Linked DNA regions of Rattus norvegicus: region 2 is linked to region 1. Evidence: chromatin contacts called from public Hi-C data. All regions are on one chromosome and are shown on one strand. Each heading gives the region's core, a stretch centred on a gene start, on an enhancer-like site or on the middle of the called end of the contact. The rest is flanking DNA. Distances are from core to core; before and after follow the strand shown. Region 1 has its middle 29 kb from the start of Ctdp1. Region 2 overlaps Nfatc1 (nuclear factor of activated T-cells 1).

The links. Hi-C and Micro-C count contacts between places; a contact is called where the count stands out from the background.
Region 2: a contact with region 1 is called in a Hi-C map of mammary epithelial cells, with 3 times the contacts expected there. The contact joins two enhancer-like sites. A contact is called at or near these places in 9 of 12 Hi-C or Micro-C datasets (the A7r5 cell line, Schwann cells, kidney and 4 more) and 1 of 1 datasets of contacts at active chromatin or transcription factors (oligodendrocytes).

What each region holds. Positions count from the first base shown.
Region 1 is chr18:76,217,211-76,220,733 of GRCr8, forward strand. No RefSeq gene overlaps it. Among named protein-coding and RNA genes, the nearest start is that of Ctdp1, 29 kb to the left of the region's middle. Within about 2 kb of position 1,666, at least 7 of the 93 cell types and tissues checked have an H3K27ac peak or open chromatin away from gene starts, as enhancers often do.
Region 2 is chr18:76,321,647-76,325,211 of GRCr8, forward strand. Nfatc1 (nuclear factor of activated T-cells 1) reads right to left here. Exons shown (of 10, transcript NM_001415721.1): 10 at 1-1,573. The coding sequence ends at 1,524. Among named protein-coding and RNA genes, the nearest start is that of Nfatc1, 110 kb to the right of the region's middle. Within about 2 kb of position 2,040, at least 5 of the 93 cell types and tissues checked have an H3K27ac peak or open chromatin away from gene starts, as enhancers often do.

The DNA of each region.
Region 1 (3,523 bases), core at 416-2,915:
TCCGGGGCTGGCGTGGACTGGAGTTTTTGCTGGCCTGTCAACATTATGGTTCTGTAGGGCCCTGCCTTGGGAGTCTGGACCCACACTATTCAAATTCATAGCCTGGAGGCAGCGCCCTTCCTAAAGATGTCTCTGGGATTCTGTTTCAGGTACTGAGAGCTGCCTCTTGACCGGATGGTGTCTCACTGTCTCAGCCCCTGCTCGCGGGGGATTGTGGTCTGGGGGTTCTCTCGTACTGGCGAGCCTCCAACAGCTGCTTGCTGTTCTGTTCCTTCATGGTCACCCCTGTCCACAGCAGCGCCCTGAATGGTGCTTTAACCTCAGCCGTTTGCATTTCGGAACATTAAGAACCAGACCCACATCCCCAGCCCATTGAAAACAGAGACCCTCCAGGATTGAGTGGGCAGCACTTATGACTCTCTGCCAGTGCTTAGGGACAGGGGACAGAGTCTGCTTCCTTAAGAACACAGGCTGCCATTGCTTTTGGAGGTCAGAAGTGCCTGAGAGTACTGTCCAGTGGTCAGTCCCCGACAGGGACTAAAACGTTGACGCTCAGCTGATCACAGAAAGGCATCAAGGTGATTGCTGAGGTGGTGAGGGGCTGTGATGGCTGCCTTGGTGCCACATTTTTCACCAGACCCAGCTCGGGACTCTGCATGCAGCAGAGGTTAACAGATCTGGCCTTTGGGCTTCAGGCTGTGAAGCAAATGATATGTGTCTAACAGGGAGAGCCCAGTGACATCTTCAGCTTTAAAAGCCACAGGCAGTGGAGCGTTCCAAACTTGCTGTTAGACAGAAAGAGATGCTTGGCTGCCCGGATGCAAGTCTGCTGGGCAGGGAGGACATGTCCCTGCTGTGGGAGGGGATGGTAAACAGAGCTCTGTGTGTGTGACTCTGCCTTCTGACACTGACACCACAGGAGGCTCAGGAAGTCCTATGTCCTTTCTGGGACAGGAAGTGGTCATACATGGGCAATGGTTTTAGGGCACAGTTGGTTTCTCCAGCTGTTCTCTTCCCTTCGTGGGTCTGCCTTCTCACTCTGCAGAGGAGAGACCATTTCTAAAGACACCTAGTGCATAGAGGGAGAGCCAAAGGCCCCTTGGCCTCATTCTCTCAGGGACCAGTCTTTGAGTAGGATTTGGCCTGGGACTAGAGACAAGAGATTGTTACCTTTTGAAGGCTGTCATCACCGACTAGTCTGTTTAGTTTTGGGGTGGTAAGGGCACTTATACCCCTATTAAGAGGGAAAATATAGCAACATGGTATGGTGCGGGTCCCAGGAAGGCTTGTGTGGGATAATCCAGTTCCCTGAAGAATACTAGAATGGGGCAGCCTGTGAGGGGAGGGGTGAGTAGAAGTAAGCAGGAGGGGAATCCTGGGGATGTGGTGGGGCCTGGCTGGGGTTAGTGTGGGGACTCTCAAGGTGCTGGCAAGCTTGGGATGACCCTCAGGATGGTTGAAGAGAGGGGTTAGTGGGCAGAGGGACAGGATCCATCCTTCTCACCCCGACCTCTGTCATCCAGCAGGGGGAGGGCTTAGGGTTAAGGAGGTAGTGGGTGGAGGAGCACGTGAGCTGTCAGTTGGCGTGTGTGAAGGGATAGCAGGGTGGACTAGGCAGGACTACCAGGGCCAGAGTCTGAGCACCACAGGCCAGGGAGGAACCCCAGCTTGGCAGCCTGATCCAGCCCCACCAGGGCTCAGTTTACAGATGACAACCTTGGAAGCAGCTTTTGCTCCAGGCCTGGGAATTCATGCCGCCACACTAATGTCCCAGTTGCATATATCTCTGAATTAAAAAGAGAATTAGCTGCTGCATGTGGGGGTAATTACAACGGATATTTTTATTTTCCTTAAATGACTTCTTAGTAAAAGTCAGTCTCTTAGTCTGGCTACTCTCCTATTGGTTATAATGTTTATTTCAGCCTATAAATTTTTTTAAAATGGGGTGGCAGAAAAGAAAACAAGCTAGTCTACTCTCAGACTGGTAGGTCTATTGATTACCGGCTTATACTGCACTGGAAATGTTAATCCTGACCCTACACGATAGGCACATTCTCCTTCCCCTCCACACACGAAGACGAGAAAGCTGAGAGCATGGCGCGTGCGTGCATGTGTGTGTACATGTGTGTGTGTGTGTGTGTATGTATGTGTGTGTGATGTGTGTGTGGTGTATGTATGTATGTATGTATGTGTGTGTGTATGTGTGTGTGTATGTATGTGTGTGTGGTATATGTGTGTGTGGTGTATGTATGTATGTGTGTATGTGTGTGTGGTATATGTATATATGTGTGTGTATGTATGTGTGTGCATGTATGTGTGTGCGTGTGCATGTGTGTGTGCATGTATGTGTATGTGGTATATGTATGTGTGTGGTATATGTATGTATGTGTGTATGTGTGTATGGTATTTGTATGTATGTGTGTATGTGTGTGAGAGAGAGGGGGAAGGAGAGGGAGGAAAGCAGATAGATAGATAGATAGATAGATAGATAGATAGATAGATAGATAGATAGATGATAGGTAGATAGAGATGAGAGAGCGCTGTAGTGGTCACCAGTGTCTGTGGAACAAAGGTTACAGGACATCCTCCTATTCTTTGGTGATTCTCCTCTCTTAGGGGCTCATAACTTTCTCAGGAATCTGCCTATTTCCTGGGGTTCCACTGATTTCCTTGGGATCTGTCCACTCTCTCGAGATTCCCTAGGGATCCTACCTATCTATGTTCTGGGGATCCACCTCTCAGGGGCTGAGAGTCCCAACATACTAAACTGAAACACAAGCTGCTGAGGACCTTAGAGCCCCCATTCCCTGGGGGATTCACCATTCCCCCAGGGAATAGTCACCTGGCCATCACTTCTCTGTTTGTCCCTCCACTGTCTCTTACCTGCCACTTGTCTTCCCTGGAGTGGCATAAAGCAAACAACAAGTTCACAGTCACCCTTTTCCTGGATAGAGCGTGGTTCTTTCTTCACAAGGACCCTGAGAAGTTGAGGTTAGTGTCCATCTCCCTGGCCTGTGGTCCAGATGTCTAACTAGCCTGTTCTACAGATTCAGTTTCCTCAAAAGAACAAACTGTGGGGTTTTTTTTTATCATAATGGTCATGGAGAAGGGAAGATTGAAGAGTGTGCCTGATATTGGCCTCAGTACCGTTCATAACTCTCACCCTTATTCTTTTAGAGAGGGCCTGTGTGTTGGTTAACCTTGATTGTCAACTCGATGGGCTCTAGAATCAGATAAGAAACAAGCCTCTACCACCCCTGCGAGGGATTACGTAGATTAGTTTAGGTGGGGCGGGAAGACTCCCTTTCACTATGGGAGGCACCAGACCGTGGGATGGAAGCCTGGATTGAACACACAGAAGGAGCTGAGGTCAGTCGCTCTGTGCTTAGATGTAGTGTGACCAGCTGCCTCATGGACCCACCACCACACTGTTCCTGTCACGATAGACTCTACCATTCAGCGCCTGTCCCCAGATAAACCCTCCCTTAAGAGGTTCTTATCAGGCATTTGTCTCTGCAACAAA
Region 2 (3,565 bases), core at 790-3,289, 100 kb after region 1:
CATTTGTCTGTTTTGGTGAGTTGGAAAAGGTAAGCCACCATCGTACAGACGGACATTTTGAAGATGCGTCTTCCTGCGGGGAGAGCTTTTCCTGTCGTTGAGTCCCCCCCGTCTGTCTGTGAGTAACTTGAGGCTTCCACCCACAGGTGCAATTCAGGCTTGTTCCATAAGGGGGCATTAACTCCTAAGGCACCATCATTAAACATGTTTTAATTAAACCATGCTTTTTTTTTTTTTTTTATTTTGGTTATAAGAAATAATAGGTCACTGCTAGTTAACTGTAATAAGCAGCTGATTACACGAAGCCGACACCAGCCTGTCCGTTACCAGTAGCTAATCTGAAAACGCACAATCCACAGACCGCGTATAGAAACACCGTTTTTGGTAATTGTTTCCTTAGATGAAGCAGAGAGCTATAAGGCTGCTGTGAAGTAATCATCTCATAATCGGACAGATATATTACACTCCTTACTCATAACCACTTTCGGATGCTGCCCTTTGGGAGCCGATGGGCATCTGGGCACAGCTCTAGAGTGCTCCGTAACTGCACGAGACAAGAAAAGGCCACCTGCCTGCCAGAGGTGACGGACCCTGGTGGAAGGTGATGGAAGGCAGGGTCTGGACTCCGAGGTGCACTCTCAAGGTGGATACTGGTTATTGCTAACACGGAAGTCCCCGCTGGGCACAGACTGGCCATCACCATCCCCGTCCTTGGACATCTATACATAAATATATGCCTATATGTACATGCATGCAAACACAGGCTCTGTCCTGTAGCGCAGGCAGGCAGGCTTTGTTCTGTCCGGGACCCTGTCTTGGGCTGTTCAACTTCCTTCACTATAGTGCAGCTGGATCAAGAACAAGAACCCCAGCATGCTATTACAGACAAACCTGTGGTTTCAGTCACACAGAGGAGGGGGCTGACTATGAAAGAGGTGCCAAGGTGGCAGGCTGGATGGCCTCTAGAGCGCACTGGATAACGCAGGCGAATTGTGTGGGACAGCCAGAAAAGTTAGAGATAAGCGGGAGGCCACAGCTCGTCAGAATCCAATCGATTAGTACAAAGGAGAGAGCCTCCCAAGGAAGTGTTCTTTAATAGCTTTGGCTCCTACGAATACTCTCGTGGTAGGAAATTCAGTGCACACTTCCATATGCCCTGGTGTGGTGGTTGGACTAAATAAGGCACTTCCAGTGTTTTAATCCAGTGGGCAGGAGGGTCAGGTTTGGGGTCATTCTGCCACACAGTGGGCCAGTGTCTGCCCCTGGCCTCACTGGCCAGCCCTTCTCTTTCCTTGAAATGGTGTTTCTTTCTAGAGGTGCAGTGGGCCCCTCTCCTGCTCCTCCGTCGTTTTGGAGAGCTGTTTCTTCAGACACAAGCTCCCCGCATTCGTTCGGTAAGTTGGGATTTTCTGAGTGGTACCAGATGTGGGTCCAGTTTATCTCATCAAAGTCTCGCTTGCTGAAGCGTGGTTGTCTGCACTGAGCCAGCTCCTCACGGCTTCTGCCAGCTCCAATGTGCTGAATTAGGAGTGGGGGATTGTGCTGGAGAGGTCGTTACGAATGATCTCATTTACTGCAAGAAAACGAGAGAAGAGAGTATTAGGGAAATGGTGCCTTACTGCCAACCTCCAAGTCAGTAGCAGGGGTGCCAACAACCACATTTCTAATGGGTTATATTCCGTCTGTGACGCTTAGATGCCGCAGAACGCCATCTCCGGGACAGGAGTCAACTCCAGGATGTTCCCTAAGTTTGTAAAACAAAACGTTGACACACCGTAACATCTGGACTGTGCTCAGCGGCCGGGGGGGGGGGGTAGAGGGACCTACTATGGCCGAGGGCCTCCCTTTGTTTGGGGCATTTCATCTGTTTTTCTGAAGAGGGTCAAGTCACGCTGGCCCCCACAAGCCAGTGGTGGCCACTGTCAGTGTGTGATTTTTGGCAGACGGACAGGAAATGAGAGAAGTTAGGGAAGGCCATCGCCAGCAAACAGCACAACATCCCTCCCTCTCCACCCTGCCTCTCTGCCCAGCCACCTGATCCACAGGGAGATAGGAAATGTCACTGGGCTGGGCGGCTGTCACCACGTTCCATTTTTCTAACAGAGTTTGAAGGCAGGGCACCCACGCTGACGTCACGGAACCGCCTGGGCTTCCCTTCCCCATGGGCTGGAGCCCCCGCCTGTACCTAGATAAGCCCCTGGAGCTCACCCTCGGAGGCCCCAGCCTGTCTGAGGACGCTTCCTGGAGCCATCAGGGGGCGTGCGTTTCATCGCCACTCCCTTCCCTAAGCTGCCTTTCAACACCCCTTCCTCAGCAATAGTTTTAAGAATAACAATAATAAAACTCAGTTGGGGGAACCAGGAACTGTGTCATGAGAACTGATAGCAGGAGGAGGCCTGGCGGGCACACGGAGCTCAGCTCTCTCGAAGGGGCTGCCTGGCAACTACGAGGCTCCCTACAGCAGGGCCACTGCCACTCCAGGATGCCCCGGTGGGTTTGCTATTCCTGGGACTGTTCCCTCCAAAAGTCACACTTACAAATAAGAACCATGGCTGCTTCCTGGTCAGCTTCTTGCAGGGGTAGGGAGGCGGCGGGTATCCCTGGGCCCCTCTGTGGAGCTCCAGGATTGATCCTTGACCACAGCACCGAGAACCCTGTGGAGAGGGCCCACCCTTTGGTGTGGAAAATACCAGAAGGTAGGCACACTCCCTCTGGCCCTGTGGCTTCTCAGCCACTAATGAGGAATAACAAGGCCCAGGTGCTCACAGGCTGGTCTGGGACCAGCAATCAGGACTCAACTTGTCCCTGGAGTGCGCCCTGGGAGCTCCTTAGCTACCAGCATTTTCCATGATACTGGAGTGTGGGTGCTGGGCGGCTGCATAGCCCTGAGAAGCAGCTAGGCTGCAGGGACCCCAGGAGGACTAAGCACTGTCTGCTCAGTGCAGTACAAGCCGCAGTCACAGGTCTCTCCGGAGTCCCTCCTGAGTCCACGCTTTCTCGCTTTCTTGTCGGTCTCTTGCCAACCTCTTCAGGCTGAGCTTCATGTTTGGATCACCAGCGTAAGTCGGGGATCCCCAGCATTAAGAGGCATTTAGCTAGCCCTTCCACGAGCGCAGTCCTCCTGGAGGAGGCGCCTGTCTAGTTTATACTCTACTTCTTCAGAGTCAAATCAAAGAAAAGTTGACCAAGAAAGACCACGAATTTCATTTCTCTAGGTTTTTGTTTGTTTGTTTGTTTGTTTGTTTGTTTTTTGCTTCAAGGTGAAAAGGGGCTTGCCTGAAATTAGGATTTCTCGGGGCCTAGTTATAAGGGCCTACTTGATGAAGCACGGAGCTCTGCGCAGAGGCTCTCTGTGTGAAGGCGGAGACAAGCCACAGCAAACTCCACTGTGCCACACCCATCTTTGTTCCGGTGACAGACAGCTTGGTCTGACTGCTAGGGAGTCCCATGTGTCTCACACGGTCCCCAAGCCTTGAGTGCATTAGGGCTCTGTGTGGTCATTGCCCAGACTGGGTTCCCAGGTAGGGGCAGAGTTAGGACAAGCACTCTCTGTCACCTGGGGCTC